Regions from separate parts of the Ovis aries genome. Here regions 1, 2 and 4 are each linked to region 3. A link is a contact called in public Hi-C data. All regions are on one chromosome and are shown on one strand. The core of a region is the stretch at or near the end of the contact, and the rest is flanking DNA. Distances in the headings are between cores, read along the strand shown. Region 1 holds the start of PSMD8 (proteasome 26S subunit, non-ATPase 8). Region 2 holds the start of C14H19orf33 (chromosome 14 C19orf33 homolog). Region 3 holds the start of SIPA1L3 (signal induced proliferation associated 1 like 3). Region 4 holds the start of DPF1 (double PHD fingers 1).

The links. A called contact is a pair of places that touch in the nucleus more often than the background predicts.
Region 1: a Hi-C map of tail adipose tissue shows a contact between it and region 3, with 5 times the contacts expected there. The contact joins the promoter of PSMD8 here to the promoter of SIPA1L3 in region 3. A contact is called at or near these places in 4 of 16 Hi-C or Micro-C datasets (hypothalamus, liver, mixed tissues and 1 more).
Region 2: a Hi-C map of liver shows a contact between it and region 3, with 4 times the contacts expected there. The contact joins the promoter of C14H19orf33 here to the promoter of SIPA1L3 in region 3. A contact is called at or near these places in 5 of 16 Hi-C or Micro-C datasets (blood, hypothalamus, liver and 2 more).
Region 4: a contact with region 3 is called in a Hi-C map of tail adipose tissue, with 5 times the contacts expected there. The contact joins the promoter of DPF1 here to the promoter of SIPA1L3 in region 3. A contact is called at or near these places in 4 of 16 Hi-C or Micro-C datasets (hypothalamus, omental adipose tissue, skin fibroblasts and 1 more).

Annotation. Positions count from the first base shown.
Region 1 is chr14:47,561,669-47,565,405 of ARS-UI_Ramb_v3.0, forward strand. It overlaps PSMD8 (proteasome 26S subunit, non-ATPase 8), which reads left to right and starts at 2,260. Exons shown (of 7, transcript XM_012190368.4): 1 at 2,260-2,453; 2 at 3,471-3,543; 3 at 3,664-3,737. The coding sequence starts at 2,283. It overlaps LOC121816371 (a long non-coding RNA gene), which reads right to left and starts at 2,047. Exons shown (of 2, transcript XR_006055926.2): 1 at 1,955-2,047.
Region 2 is chr14:47,492,173-47,495,940 of ARS-UI_Ramb_v3.0, forward strand. It overlaps C14H19orf33 (chromosome 14 C19orf33 homolog), which reads left to right and starts at 1,987. Exons shown (of 4, transcript XM_004015227.5): 1 at 1,987-2,027; 2 at 2,143-2,243; 3 at 2,353-2,433; 4 at 2,568-2,708. The coding sequence starts at 2,006. The coding sequence ends at 2,672. It overlaps YIF1B (Yip1 interacting factor homolog B, membrane trafficking protein), which reads right to left. Exons shown (of 8, transcript XM_027978234.2): 8 at 2,805-3,199. The coding sequence ends at 3,044.
Region 3 is chr14:47,146,122-47,149,394 of ARS-UI_Ramb_v3.0, forward strand. It overlaps SIPA1L3 (signal induced proliferation associated 1 like 3), which reads left to right and starts at 1,722. Exons shown (of 22, transcript XM_042230909.2): 1 at 1,722-2,203. It overlaps LOC101109732 (WD repeat-containing protein 87), which reads right to left and starts at 1,937. Exons shown (of 7, transcript XM_060398592.1): 1 at 1,766-1,937.
Region 4 is chr14:47,418,192-47,421,686 of ARS-UI_Ramb_v3.0, forward strand. DPF1 (double PHD fingers 1) reads right to left here and starts at 1,317. Exons shown (of 11, transcript XM_060398594.1): 1 at 1,181-1,317. The coding sequence starts at 1,212.

The sequences.
Region 1 (3,737 bases), core at 1,010-3,509, 420 kb after region 3:
GGATGTCCAAACTCCTCTTTGAGTATGCATTTTTGCTTTGCTTCTGTCTTAAACAACCTGTTTCTCTGTGCTCACCTATACATGTTTCCAGGAGGCAAAAATTGTAAAAACAAGTGCAAAGTCTCAGTACTGTTTTTACAGTTTTTGCCTCCTGGAAACATTCTTACTTTCAAGTGGGAGAAAAAGCCAGGGCCACTTTGCTTCTACCTTCTAGACCCCAGGTGGCCTAAGGGATAGGACTATGTTCAGTTTAGTTCAGTTCAGTTCAGTCTCTCAGTCACGTCCGACTCTTTGCAACCCCATGAATTGCAGCACGCCAGGCCTCCCTGTCCATCACCAACTCCAGGAGTTCACGCAAACTCACGTCCATCGAGTGGGTGATGCCATCCAGCCATCTCATCCTCTGTCGTCCCCTTCTCCTCCTGCCCCCAACCCCTCCCAGCATCAGAGTCTTTTCCAATGAGTCAACTCTTTGACCAGGTTACCCAGGTCTAATCCCCTGGCAGAGAACTAAGATTTTTCTTCAGGACTGCTCATTGCTCTCTCTCTGAGATTAGATATAGTAAAAAGAAAGAAAAAAGGCAAAACATTTCTCTGTGTGATGAGAACTTGTAAGACGTAGTCTCTTACCAACTTTCCTATATATCATAAAGCAGTATTAGCTGCAGTCATATGCTGTACATTACATCCCAGTTATATATAACTAGAAATTTGTACCTTTTGACCACCTTTCTCCAATTCCTCCTCACCTCAAGAATTTTTATTGCAACGCTTGAAAATGGCAAACAAAAATAACCAAAATGTCAATGGGAACCATTAAATGAATTGTGTAGTTACATTGTGGGATATTGTGTAGCTTTTTTTTTTTTTTTTTGAGTTTCAGAAATATGTCCATCAATCTCCAGAGATGTATTTAGCTTACTGCTAAAAGCATGGTGCTTTTTAGAAAATATGTATAGCACTAATATGATGCAGTTTTTCCTTAAAGACTTTTTTTTTTTTTTTTAAAGACACAACTTGGGAATTCCGTGACGGTCCAGTGGTTAGAAGTGGGTGCTTTCACTTAGATGTCCCAGGTTCAATCCCTGATTGGGGAGATTAGATCCTTGGCAAATAGGCTGGGCTGGGCGAACCGCGGGGGGCGGGGGCGGTATTAGCCCAGCGGAGCGTGGATGAAAGACACAATTTACACACTCGTTCATTCATTCAAGAAACATTGTCTTCCTCGCGCTGGGAATACAGCAGTAAAAAGAACTGATAAATATCCCTACCTCTTATGACATTTTAAATGATGGAAGACAAGAGAATTGAGAAAAAGTAGATGTTAAATAGGCAGGGGTGATATAGATGGAGGAATCAGGGGTAGGGATTAGAAAAAAAAATTGGGAATTCCCTGTGTTCTTTAGAAGGAATGATGCTAAAGCTGAAGCTCCAGTACTTTGGCCACCTCATGCGAAGAGTTGACTCATTGGAAAAGACTCAGATGCTGAGAGGGATTGGGGGCTGGACGAAAAGGGGACGACAGAGGATGAGATGGCTGGATGGCATCGCCGACTCGATGAAAGTGAATTTGAGTGAACTCCGGGAGTTGGTGATGGACAGGGAGGCCTGGCGTGCTGCAATTCATGGGGTTGGAAAGAGTCGGACATGACTGAGCGACTGAACTGAACTGAACTGATGGTGGAATTTAAGCCATTAATACTGGATGATTTTTGTAGTGTTTATGCGTATTCGTACAAGCTTGGAGAAAATGTGGAAAGATGCATTGAGAAACTAGTGAGAAAGAACTAGAGTCAAATCTCAGCCGTTAATCTCTTGGAAGTTTACCCAGTCTCTCAAAGCCTCTCTTCCCCCTGTAACATGGGAAGAATAACAGTTAATCAAATGGCTCCACCACCGCCACCTCTTGGTGTAGAAAGAGGTGCCGCGCGGGTGAAATCTCCAAGACACATACCTCAGGGTGAAGCCGGTGCGGCCATATTGGCTACGGGAAATGCGGAGGCGTTGCGACTGCTGCCATTTTCAATTAGGGCAAGGGGCGACTTCCGGTTACCATTTTGAGTGACAGTAGAGGCGGAACTCTGGCTGACAAGCTCATTAAGGGCCGGGCTCCGAGGGCACCTCCCTGAGAGCGACTGAACGCTAAGCCCGGCGGGCGGAGGCAAACCATCGTAGCCCCGCCCCCGATTTAGGGCTCCACCTCCTGGCCCCACTTCCGTCGGGTGAGCGTCGGTAGGCGTCGCTGCCGTAAACCGGGCTGTCGGTTTGCCGCATCACGGAAGATGGCGGCCACGGCGGTGAACGGGGTGGCCGGCACCTCGAGCTCTGGGACTGCGGCGGCCTCGGGCGCGATCCTGCAGGCCGCGGCCGGCATGTACGAGCAGCTCAAGGGCGAGTGGAACCGGAAAAGCCCTAATCTTAGCAAGTGCGGGGAAGAGCTGGGCCGTCTCAAGGTAAGGATCGGCCGGGGGTGCTTCGAGGGGTCCAGACCTAACCGAGTTTCGCGCTCAGGGGGAAACCGCGCGAGGATGGGACTAAGGCGGACTGGGCTGTCTAATAGGGTGAAGGATTCAGAGGAGCCGAGGTGCGGTTTGGAGGCACGTAGATGTGAGAGGGACCTCGAACGGACTAAATGCGGCCCCACGGTGTGTGTGTGGGGGGGGGTGATGGAGAGGGTGTTTCTGGCACACCGAGTGAGAGGTTAAAATTTTGGTGCTTGGAGGTCTAGCTGGTTGGAGTGGTAGGATGGGGCTGTCAGCTTTTGTGATGTAGGGTTCTGGCCGCCACCAAGTGGGAAATGAGGACTGGACAGGGAGATGGAAGAAGGCTGAGATGATGGGGTTCGTGGTTAAGAACAGGCTAAGCTGGGGTCCGAGAAATCTGGGGCTTAGGGATAGATCTTTGGAGAGAGGGGCCCAGCTAAGTTATGAGGGCAAGACTGAAGCTGGGAAAAATACTCTTAGAGCAGAGGACCTTAATGGGGCTCGGGTTGCTTCAGGCCAGGTGGAAGGGGTACAAATACAGTGGGCTGGACCAAGTTGCTAAGGGGAGTGGTATCTGATAAGGGATGATGTGTGAGCTGGACCATAGGAAGAGATTAGCCCCCTTTCCTCCTTGGTGTAGGTTGAGGAGGGTAGCTGGTCCCACCCCAACAAGGTGTGGGAAAGTGTTGCCAAAGAACCGAAGGTGCTAGTGTCTCCCCTCCCCCTTGATTCCACTGGGTCAGGCATGGAGTCGGTCTCCCCAGTGGGTCTACTAATACTTGTAACATGAAGTCATCCTAAATGAGCCCACATCATGTGTCCAGGCCCTGATCTGACTGACTCCTTTAATACTCATAACAACCTTATGAGTCAGGGATGATGGCTAGTTCCATTTTCTAGGTGGGAAAATGAAGGCCTAGATAAAAGTAAATAGCTCATACCTAAAGTCCCATCTTCTTTCTTTCCTTCCCCTGCCTTCCTCTTCAGCTGGTTTTGTTGGAGCTCAACTTCCTGCCAACCACAGGGACCAAACTGACCAAGCAGCAGCTCATTCTGGCCCGTGAGTGTCACTGGAGTTGATGGGGAGGTTTATGGACTTGGGTCGTGGCAGGAATGGTAGCAGTGGCGGTCAAGGTCGGGACTCTGGTCACCTCCTGAGAACTTTCTCTGTTGCCTACAGGTGACATACTGGAGATCGGGGCTCAGTGGAGTATCCTACGCAAGGACATCCCCTCCTTCGAGCGGTACATGGCC
Region 2 (3,768 bases), core at 737-3,236, 350 kb after region 3:
GGTCCAGCAGCCAGGTCGGCGGGGGGGAAGGGCTGGGCTGGAGAGGGACTCTCAAGGACACTTAGCCTCACAGCAATTGGAACAGATGACTCAGGCCCCCAACTCCTCCCTGAGCCTAATCTGGGCCCCACGCAGTGTGGGGAGGGAAGGCTGGGCTCCAGTGACTGTCCCTTCTACTAAGTGCTCCCTCCCCCAGGGTGAGGCCAAAGGGCTACACTTGGACGTGCGCTACACTGCCTGGGTTTGAATCTTAGTTCTAATCTGTTCATTACTGTTTCTGCTCCTCACCATCTTTTTTTTTTCTTCTTTTTTTGGCTGTGCTGGGTCTTCACTGTGGCACAGGGACTTTCTCTATTTGCGGCACATGGACTTAGTTGCCGTGCAGCATGTAGGATCTTAGTTCCCTGACCAGGGATTGAATCCATGTCCCTTGTATTGGTAGGCGTATTCTTAACTACTGGACCACCAGGGAAGTCCTGTCCCCCATCATCTTAACTGGTCCCTCAGTTTTCTCATCTGTAAAACAGGGAGAGCCACCATACCTACCTTTTACTTAAAAACCAAACACTCAAAGTACTGCTAGTAACTTGTGTGCAGGCATGGTTGTAGGAAACTAATCCGTTTGATTCTTACATCAACGCCATATGGTAGTTATCATTTACAGATGAGGCACAGAGAGGGGAAGTAACTTCCCCAGATCATTCTGTTGTTGTTTAGTTGATAAGTGGTGTCTAACTCTTTTGCAACCCCATGGACTGTAGCCTGCCAGGCTCCTCTGTCCATGGGATTTCCCAGGCAAGAATACTGGAGTGGGCTGTCATTTTTTACTCCAGGGTATCTTCCCGACGCAGGGATTAAACCTGCATCTCCTGCAATGGCAGACAGAGTCTTTACCACTGAGCCACCTGGGAAGCACTACTAGGTAATAAAGATGGACTTCAAATCATGAGACTGGTTCCCAGGTTCATGCTTTTCTTCCTTTCAGACTCTGCTCACCAGGCCAGAGGCAATGTTACAGTGAGTTAATGTACAAGAAGCCCTTGGAACAGCGCCAGGCACGAAAGTACACAAGGAGTGTCAGTATGATCATGGTACAGAGAGCATGCAGAGGCACCCTTTCTCTCATTTCTTCAAGTGCAAGCATCCGACCCTTTAGCGGAAGCTAGGTGGATTTCCCTGGTGGCTCAGACAGTAAAGGGTCTGCCTACAAGACAGGATTTGATCCCTGGGTAGGGAAGATTCTCTGGAGAAGGAAATGGGAACCCACTCCAGTACTCTTGCCTGGAAAATCCCATGGGTAGAGGAGTGTGGTAGGCTACACCCCATGGGGTCACAAAAAGTCAGACAGGACTGAGTGACTTCACTTCACTTTTCAACACTGCTAACACTGGGAGGATTTCCCCTCCCCAGAAATCCTCACTGGCCTAGACGCCTCTCCCAACCCCAAGTCCCTTGGACTGAAAGGAGATCAAACCAGTCAATCCCAAAGGAAATCAGTCCTGAATATTCACTGGAAGGACTGAAACTGAAGCTGAAGCTCCAATACTTTGGCCACCTGATGCCAAGAGTCGACTCACTGGAAAAGACCCTGATGCTAGGAAAGATTGAAGGCAGGAGAAGGGGACGACAGAGGACGACGAGATGGTTGGATGGCAATACTGACTCGACGGATATGAGTTTGAATAAGCTACAGGAGAAGGTGAAGGACAGAGAACCCTGGCTTGCTGCAGTCCATGGGGTCGCAGAATCGGACACGACTGAACAACACAGGGTGGGTGAGGTGTCGGGGAGCATAGCAGTTAACCGTACGCCTTCCCCGTTTCCCAGAGGACCAGTTGGGCGGTGCCGGGGAGGGGCAATGAGTCAGGGTTAAGGACTTTGAACAGAGGTCGGGTGGGGCTCCTCAGAACTTCCTGGCAGGCCCACTGCCCCTCCCCAAGGCCCGCCCCCTACCCTCGCAGCCCTGCTCCAGCGCTCTGGCCCTGCATACACACCTCTCACTACCATGGAGTTCGACCTGTCGGCAGGTGCGCTGCTGTGGAGTAGGGAGCTTGAGGGCCAGAATCAAGCCCAAGGGTCTGCCTCCAAGGGGGGCATTTTCTGCGCCTGCGCCAACCCATCCAATGTCTCTTTTCCCTGCAGCCGTGGAGCCCACCTCCAAGAAGCCCCAAGGGGCAGGCAAGGTGGGAGACCCCAAGCACAGCCCCCCCAAAGTTCAGGGCGGGTCAGCTGATCACCTAAAGGTAAGTCACCTCATTCCTGGGAATTGCTTGTTGACCCCAGGACCCTGCTTGGGGGTAATGGGAGCTGGGAAAGGGGTCCCCTCGCCTCACTGGTGTGCCTCCCAACTAGCATCACCACGGCCATGGCCACGGCCAAGGGAGCGCCTCCGATTCCAGCAGCAGCTCCAGCGATTCGGAAAATGAGGCGAAGGTAAGAGGCTTCCCCCTCTGTAGCGGGTGCCCGGCGCCCCAAGTGAGGGCGGAGTCCCAGCCCCGACCGCGGGCCGAGGACTCACAGGCGGAACCCTCTCTCCCCTCCTACCCCCACCGCTCCCGGCCCCACAGCCCAGCTCGGAGCCGCACAAGAGCGCCTCAGGCAAGGTCAAGAAGCCCAAGGTGAAAAAGGAGAAGAAGAAGAAGGAGGAAGGGAAGAAGAAGGCTTCCCACTGATGGGTCTGGGCGGGGCTTATTAAACCTTTGCTCGGCCTCCTGGTCGCCTTCTGGTTGCGAGGCGCCGCAAGCGGTCCCCGGGCCGGGCCTGCCCCCTGCTGGACATCGCGCGCCAAGGAGAAGCCGGCTACGCCGTGTCCGTCACGGTTTATTGTTTCTGGAACGGTGGCCGCCCTGCTGGGGGGCGGCCTGTGCAGCTGGAGATCTCAGCACCTCGGCGAGGGCGGGGAGGGTGGGAGGGGCTCGGGCTGCGGGGCGCCCCCAGTGGCCGGCAGGTGGCCGGGAGATGAGCTGTGGCGGCATCGCCGGTGGGGGTGAGGGGGCGGCGGCCGCCGGAAGCAGCAGCGGCGGGAGGCGTCGCGGGGCCGCTCTCACCGCACCAGGTGGAAGGTGAGCCAGTACATGAGCAGGGGCTGTGCCGCCGCCACAGCCATGGTCAAGTACATGCGCAGCTGGTTCCGCGCCCCACGCACCGGGATGCCCTCGGCCGCTGCCTCCGCCAGGATCTTCAGCCGCAGTGTCCGTATCTGGACCGGGGAGGGAGATCGCTCTTGAGCCCGGCCTCCTTCGGGACTGCAGGTTCCCCACCCCTTCCTTCATAGAGTGGCTGGGCTCAAGTCTGCTCCTGGGGAGCCTCGGGTTTCTCTTAGATCTCCTAACACACAGGGAGGACCTCCTTGTCCTCCCAGGCCTTAGGAGAAAACGTGAGGGTTCCAAACTCAACTGCCAAGCCAGAGCCTTAAGTTGGTGAAGTGGGCAACTTCAGTACGAACGCCGGGCCCAAGGGGATGGCCAGACTTGGCCCTTTGGCCACCATCAGCTTGTGCTGCACTTGACGACTTTTTAACACAAGCCAGAAATGCCATTTTTTCTCCCCAACTGTTTTGTTTAAACCGCCCCTAAAGTTGGACACGACTGAGCGACTGAACTGAAAGTTGTAAATAATGACATGTAAATTGAAGTTTATCTGTGGGGCAGATCTGGCCCACCAGTCACTAGCTTTTGCTCTCTGCTCCTCACACTTTTCATACGTTCATGGGGTTCTCATGGCAAGAATGCTGAAGTGGTTTGCCATTTCCGTCTCCAGTGGACCACG
Region 3 (3,273 bases), core at 472-2,971:
TCTAATACAGAGCTGAAGTCTGTCCCCAAGGCCTGGGACTACTACTCTGGTCTTATAAGTGATTTCACAGCTAGGGCTGGACTGGAATACATTTAACACACTTTATGGAAAGAAACAATTTTCCAGGCTGAGAAACATGTATTACCAGGGTAAACAAGTTCCTATTGGGTAAAGAGTTATCCATCCAGCATGGGAGTAGTGATAGCATCCAGAAATGATTAAGGTAGTAAGTGGTAGCTAGGTATTTTACATATATTGTTTTAATACTATACAATAATTCTGTGGCTTAGCTATCATCCTCCACTAATTGATAGCTAAGTCACAGAATGGACATGGAACATAACATACTAACAAAACATACTAAGGAATATATACTGAAAAGAAAGTCACTTGTCCTATTTCCCCTTCAGAAAGGTAACTCTGGTTGTCTTTCTACAGGTGTTCTGTACACACACAAAGATATATGTGGAAAAATACTACTTTTCTTACACAAACATTAGTATGCTATATTGTTGTTTAGTCACTAAGTCATGTCAGATTCTTTTGCAATCCCATGGACTCTAGCCTATCAGGCTCCTCTGTCCATGGGATTTCCCAGGGAAGAATATTGGGGCTGGTTGCCATTTCCTTCTCCAGGGGATCTTTCAGACCCAGGGATTGAACCCGCGTCTCCTACATTGGCAGGTGGATTCTTTACCGCTGAGCCACCAGGGAAGCCCAGGTGCTATACACTGCATTTTTCTCACTTAATAATCTTAAAGAGTAACTCATATTAAAACATACAGTTCTGTCTCATTTTTCAACAGTTGTCAGCTGCATGCTACTCCATCGTCTGGCTGAACTATCGTTTATTTATCTAATGTCCATTAATAGAAATTGGGCAGGTTCCAGCCTTTTGCTATAACCCATGCCACAAATGAATATTTTTGTTAATGCCTCACAGTTTTAATTAACTTAAAATTTAAAACTGAAGCGATGTAAACCTTTTTTCATTAAACATAACTTATTTTAGACATACTGGCTTAAATTAATAAAATTTCACCTATATACTTTTTAAATGTAAATTTTAAAGTTGCAGATTTGGCTTGCATTATACTTCTATTAGACAGTATTGCTTTAGATTATCACCTTCCCGATGGTGGTGTGGACTTCGGTTCCTTGAGAGTAGGAACCGAATCTATCTTGATTTCTCCCCTGTCCTGATAATCAATCACCCAAGCTGGCATGAAGTAGGTGTCTAATACAGTTTTGTTGAATGAATGAGCAAATGAATCACCCTCTGCCCCTCTCCCAGGAAGAAAAAATATATACTTCCCAGCTCAGTCTCATTCAGCATCTTCTTGGAAGGAAGGATGAGATGGGAAGGGTATTGACTGGGTTTTCCTGACCAAAGAACCTTGCAGTTCCAGCTAGTTCCTTTGGTAACCCCTTATGGAGTAGTAGGAATGCCAATAAAAAAGGTCGGATCCTTGATTATGTCGACAAGTGGACTAAATTTTAACAAAATCTCCCCAGCCATAGGTACTCAACAAACACTGATTACCCTAAGAATGTGCGATCAACGAATAAATGATAGGTATCATGGCCTCCAGGGGACGCCCCCTGCCTGGTGAAGAGACTCCCGTCGAAGGCAGAGCTCCGGAGACTCCTACTACCGAGGGAGGCGACCAGACCGGAATCCCAACACATTCTGGCATCCCGGCTCTCCGCGTGGGAGGGAAGAAGGGCGTGTCCGCCTCCTCAAGGCTGGGGCCGCGCCTGTTACCTGCGACGACTGGGCTCCAGACAGGGGACGGGTACGGCGTGTGTGGCGGCACTCCGAAGCTATGTGAAGCGCCAGACCTAGAATAGGAGCGCCAGAGGAGCGACCTTGGGGATACTGCGGGAGGACTCGGCCAACAAAACGGTTAGCTCCCCAACCCCGCGCCGGGCGGACTGACCAAGGCCAGGCGAGTGAGCGCGCGTGCGCACTGGCGCGCGCCCGGCAGGAAAAAGCCCAGCGCGAGACCCCGCGCGCGCGCGCGCGTTCGAAAGGGAAAAAAAAAGTCTTCCCCGCGGGGGCCCGCGGCAATTTAGGCCGGAGTTGGCCGGCGAGCGCGCGTGCGCGAGCGCGCATAGACGCCTTTCTCCACAGCTCCCCTCGGTTGGGGGTCTAGCGCTGTGTTCCGCTGCTCCTGCTTCTCCAGAGGCTCGCGCCCTCGGGGTAAGTACCTCGCGCCTCGCGGAAAGGGAGAAAGAGGGTCTACTGAAGGAAGGGAGGAGGCGGATAGAGCTGGGAAAAAGGAAAAAACCGCCTTCGCAGAGCAAGGAACGCAATCAACGGGTTGGAGTCTACAGAAGACACACCTCCATCCCTCACGCCCCTCGGGGCTGCGGAAGTACTCAGGAGACTCGAGCGGCACGGAGACGACAGGTGGACTACCATTCCCAGAAGGCGGCGCGGCGCCGCGCCTACTGCTCCCGGCAGCGCCTGCGCGTCAGGCTTTTTTCAGTTTGCGGCCGCCTAGAGCGAAACTACAGTTCCCAGGAGGCCTCGCGCGAGGCGGCTTGGAAGTGGGCAGCCTGGAAGTCACTCGGGCCACTGGAGCTGGCGGCGTCTCCAGCAAGCGGCGCGGATCTGAACGCCGCGGTCGTGGGGCCCGCGGGGCGGGCAGCTGGGACACCCAGGTATGTGGCTCCGGGTGCAGGGTTGGCCTTGCGCTAGGGTAGCGGGGAGTCGATGTCCAGTCGGACCCCGAGGGTCAGCGCGGGCGAGCTACTGGGCGGACGGCCGGGTGTGGGCACCGGCTGTTGGGGGGCGGCGGCTGCACTCTCGCCCTCCGGACCTGGCTGGACGCGTGCCCGCATGCTTCAACTTTCCAGGCGAGCTACCCGGCGCCGTTGCGGGAAAGCGTGGCATGAGAGTCTGGTAGCGGTGGGTTCGTGTACGGACTCTTGCCTCTCGGGAGGTGCGATCTAGGGAAACCGCGCCGAACCTCAGTTTCTCCTTTCGGTCAAACCTGGGAAGAATAGTGGCTGTCTTACGCTGGGAATTCTGTTGAGATGTTGAGATCCGATGAATAAAGCGTTTGTACATAGAAGACACTTATTACTTGCTTGTTTTATTGTTAGCTCCGGAGAAATGGGATGAAGGTATTATCGACTGAATGTGGTAAGCTGAGGGTAAGCCACATGGTTAGCACTCGGTGCAAGGTGGCTGTTAGGAGAAATTATTTTGCTGAGAGCTTCGGTTTTGGAGGCAGAGCCAGGTTCAAATTTAGGTTCTACCTTTTA
Region 4 (3,495 bases), core at 67-2,566, 270 kb after region 3:
CAGCCTTTCCGGAGGGCGGGAGCGGGGGGCGCCCCGAGCCCCTCCCCCACCCCAACCCCCAGCACCCGTAGCTCAAGGTCAAGGTGGCGGAGGCGAGGGGCTGGGGGGAGGGTGGGGGAGGTCGCCCCGGCCCCTTTGTGCGGCGCCGCGGGCGTTCGCCCTCCGCCTCCTCCCCGCCAGGCCGGGGAGCGGGGGAGGGGAGGGCCGCGCGCGCCAGCCGGGGAGGGAGAGCCGGAGCGGCCGCGCGCCTGTCACTCCCAGCCCGCTGTCACCGTTGGGGAAGGGGGCGGGGAGCACTGGGACCCAGGAGTTCGGGATCCCGAGGAAGGAGCGAGAGAGACGGAAAGAGAGGGAAGAAGTGGAGAGAGCGAGGGCTGGCCAGGAGAGGAGACGGCTGGGAGACAGCGTAGGTTTGAACCCAGGCGTCCAGGATGCCAGCCGCGGGGTCCGGGAGGAAGCGAAGCTCGGAGGAGGCACGCGGACAGGGAGAAACGGAGGGAATCCCCGGAGACTGAGGGCGCTCCCAGCACCCTCTCCCGAGGCATCCGGTCCCCAAGGAGACAGGAGATGCTCTCATTACATGTGTACGGGCAGGGAGAGGCAGAGAGCCCACGGTCTAAACTGACCGGAGCGTCGGGGCTTTAGGTCCTGAAGACCCGGGAAGGAAAAAAAAGGGGGGAGACAGCAGGGATCGAATCGGGGACCCCGACGTCTCAGCTCCCACCCTGCGGCCGCGCAGACCGAGGTTCCGGGAGAAAGAGAGGGGAAAGAGAGAAAGATGCTTTTGAGGAGGTAGAGACCTGGGAGACTAGGGTCCGGACTTAGGCATTCATACTCCCAGCCCCAGGCAGGGGCAGACCCGGCGCCCCGAGAGACTCGGAGGAGGAGAAGGAAGCCCCTACCCCCACTCTGGGTGGGGAAACGGCCTCCGCCACCCCCAGCCCGCGCCACATTCCTTCACTGACAGCGACAAAGAGGCGCCCCCGCGACCCTGGAGTGGCTCCTGCCCCCAGCCCCAGGAGGGAGACAGGGGGTGGCGGCACGCCCCGGGGGGACAGGGGGACAAGCTGGGGGGCCCATTCAACTACCATCCGCCCACTGCGTCCCCCTCCCCAGCGAGGGCGGGGGCAGGGTTCGGGTTGGGGGCGGATGGAGGGACGTGGACGGCGGGGACACTCACGACTTGAGCGGGTTCTGAATGGCGGTGGCCATGGCCCGCTCGGCTGGGCCGCCTCCGGCCCGGGGCGCCGCTGCCGCTGCGCGCGGGCCCAGCCCGGCCTGCGCCGCCCGCTCTGCCGCCCAGCGCGCTACGATTTCATTCATTCTTGGGGCTGCAGCGCGAGCGAAGCGGGGCGGGCCGGGGGCGGGGCTCGGCCAATCCCCGCACCTCCCGGCGCACGACGGGACGTGGAGTCTAGGGGCGCTCGGCGGCGCCCGAGGGCGCCCCTGTCCGGACTACACGTCCCAGGGGGCGTCGGGAAAACCGTGTGCCCATTGGCTACTGAGGATACAGGGCGGGACTGGACTCGCCCCAGAGCATCCTTTCCCTTCCCTGGAGTGCTCCCTTCCCAGCTCTGGCTCTCCATCCTTCAAGAACCACGGGCGCGCGGGAATGGGTGGCCGCTGATTTCTGGATCTCCCCTGGGTGTGTGGATGATCCCAGAGTCTGTCGTATATTCTTGTCTTTGCCTACTTCTCTGGTGTCTCTTCTTTTGTAAGCCAGTCTGTAAACAAGCACAGGGGTTAATCCATGCCTTTGTTCATTTATTAAGTGACAGGCACTCTTCTAGGCACTGGGGAAACAACATGAACAACAGATAGAATTGCTGCCCTCAAGGAGGTGAGCTGTGAGTGGGGAAAAACAGATGATAAACAAGCAAACAAGCTGTTAATTTTAGAGAGTGGAAAGTGCTATAAAGAAAGTGGCTTCTCTGAGGAGGTGACATTTGAGCTGAAACCTGAGAAGCTGTCACCATGCAATACACAGAAGCAGGAAAAGCTTGACAAGTTCAAAGATTATTGTGGAAAGCTAGTGTAAAAGAGTCGAGTGAGTGAGGAGGGAGACAAGGTTAGCCAGAGAGCAAGGAACCAGATTATGTAGGGCCTTGTAGGCCATTATAAAGAAAATGGATTTTTGTTCCAAGTGCAATCAATCATCCTTGACTCTTCTTTTTTCACACACACCTCAAGTCCATTATCAAATCCTGTTATCTCTACATTCACAAATAGATCCAGAATCTACTCACCCTTCTCCCTTCACAGCCTCCGTCCTAGGACTCCCTCCTCCCATCATCTTCCCCCTGGACAGTCCCTGACTATTCTCTCCAGGGTAGCCAGAGTGAACTGCGTAAAACAGCTGGCATCACCACGCTGTCTGGCTCAAAACTTCCAATGACTTCTTTCACACTTGGAATGAAGTTCTAAGTCCTCACTATGCTCTCAGGGCCCTACTTAAGCAGATCCCCAACCTCCATCTCATTTCCTCGGTTTATTTAGGCTGTGCTGGGTCTTAGTTGCAGCTGCCAGGATCTTCGTTGTGTGGCATGCAAACTCTTAGTTGCAGTGTGCGTGCTGGATCTACTTCCCAGCCAGGATGGAGCCTGGCCCCCTTACATTAGGAGCACAGAGTCTTACAATCTGGACCACCAGGGAAATCTCCCCACTACATTTCTGATCTCATCTCCCTTCTTTTCCTTGACTAGCTTTGCTGACTTATTAGAAAAGACCCTGATGCTGGGAAAGATCGAAGGCGAGAGGAGAAGGGGACAACATGGTTGGATGGTTGGATGGCATCACCTACTCTATGGACATGAGTTTGAGTAAGCTCCAGGAGTTGGTGATGGAAGGGGAAGCCTGGTGTTCTGCAGTCCATGGGCTTACAAAGAGTTGGACATGACTGAGCAACTGAACTAACTTTGCTCCAGTCGCACTGGCCTCCTCCTTATTCCTGGAACACTCCGGGCCCACTTCAGCCACAGGACCTTTGCATCTGCTGTTCTCACTGCCTAGAATGTTCCTCCCCCAGGCATCTTCATGGTTCCAACAATGACTTTATTCAGGTTTCTAAATTAATGTCACTCCCTCAGAGACAACCTCAGCTAAAACAGCATCCCTGAGAAATTCTATGTCCTCTTGAAAGCTTTTTTTTTTTCCCCCCGGGACTTCCCTGGTGGTCCAGTGGCTAAAATTCCACTCTCCCAGTGTAGGGAGTCTGGGTTCAATCCCTGGTCAGGGAACTAGATCCTGTATGCCAGTCTTTGCCATATGGAAAAGACCTTGGTGCTGGGAAAGACTGAGGGCAGGAGGAGAAGGGGACGATGGAGGATGAGATGTTTGGATGGCATTACCAACTCGATGGGATGAGTTTCAGCAAACTCCGGGAGATGGCGAAGGACAGGGAAGCCTGGCATGCTGCAGTCCAGGGGGTCACAAAGAGTCGGACACGACTTAGTGACTGAACAACAAAATGCTGATCCTGTGTTGCCATAACTAAGA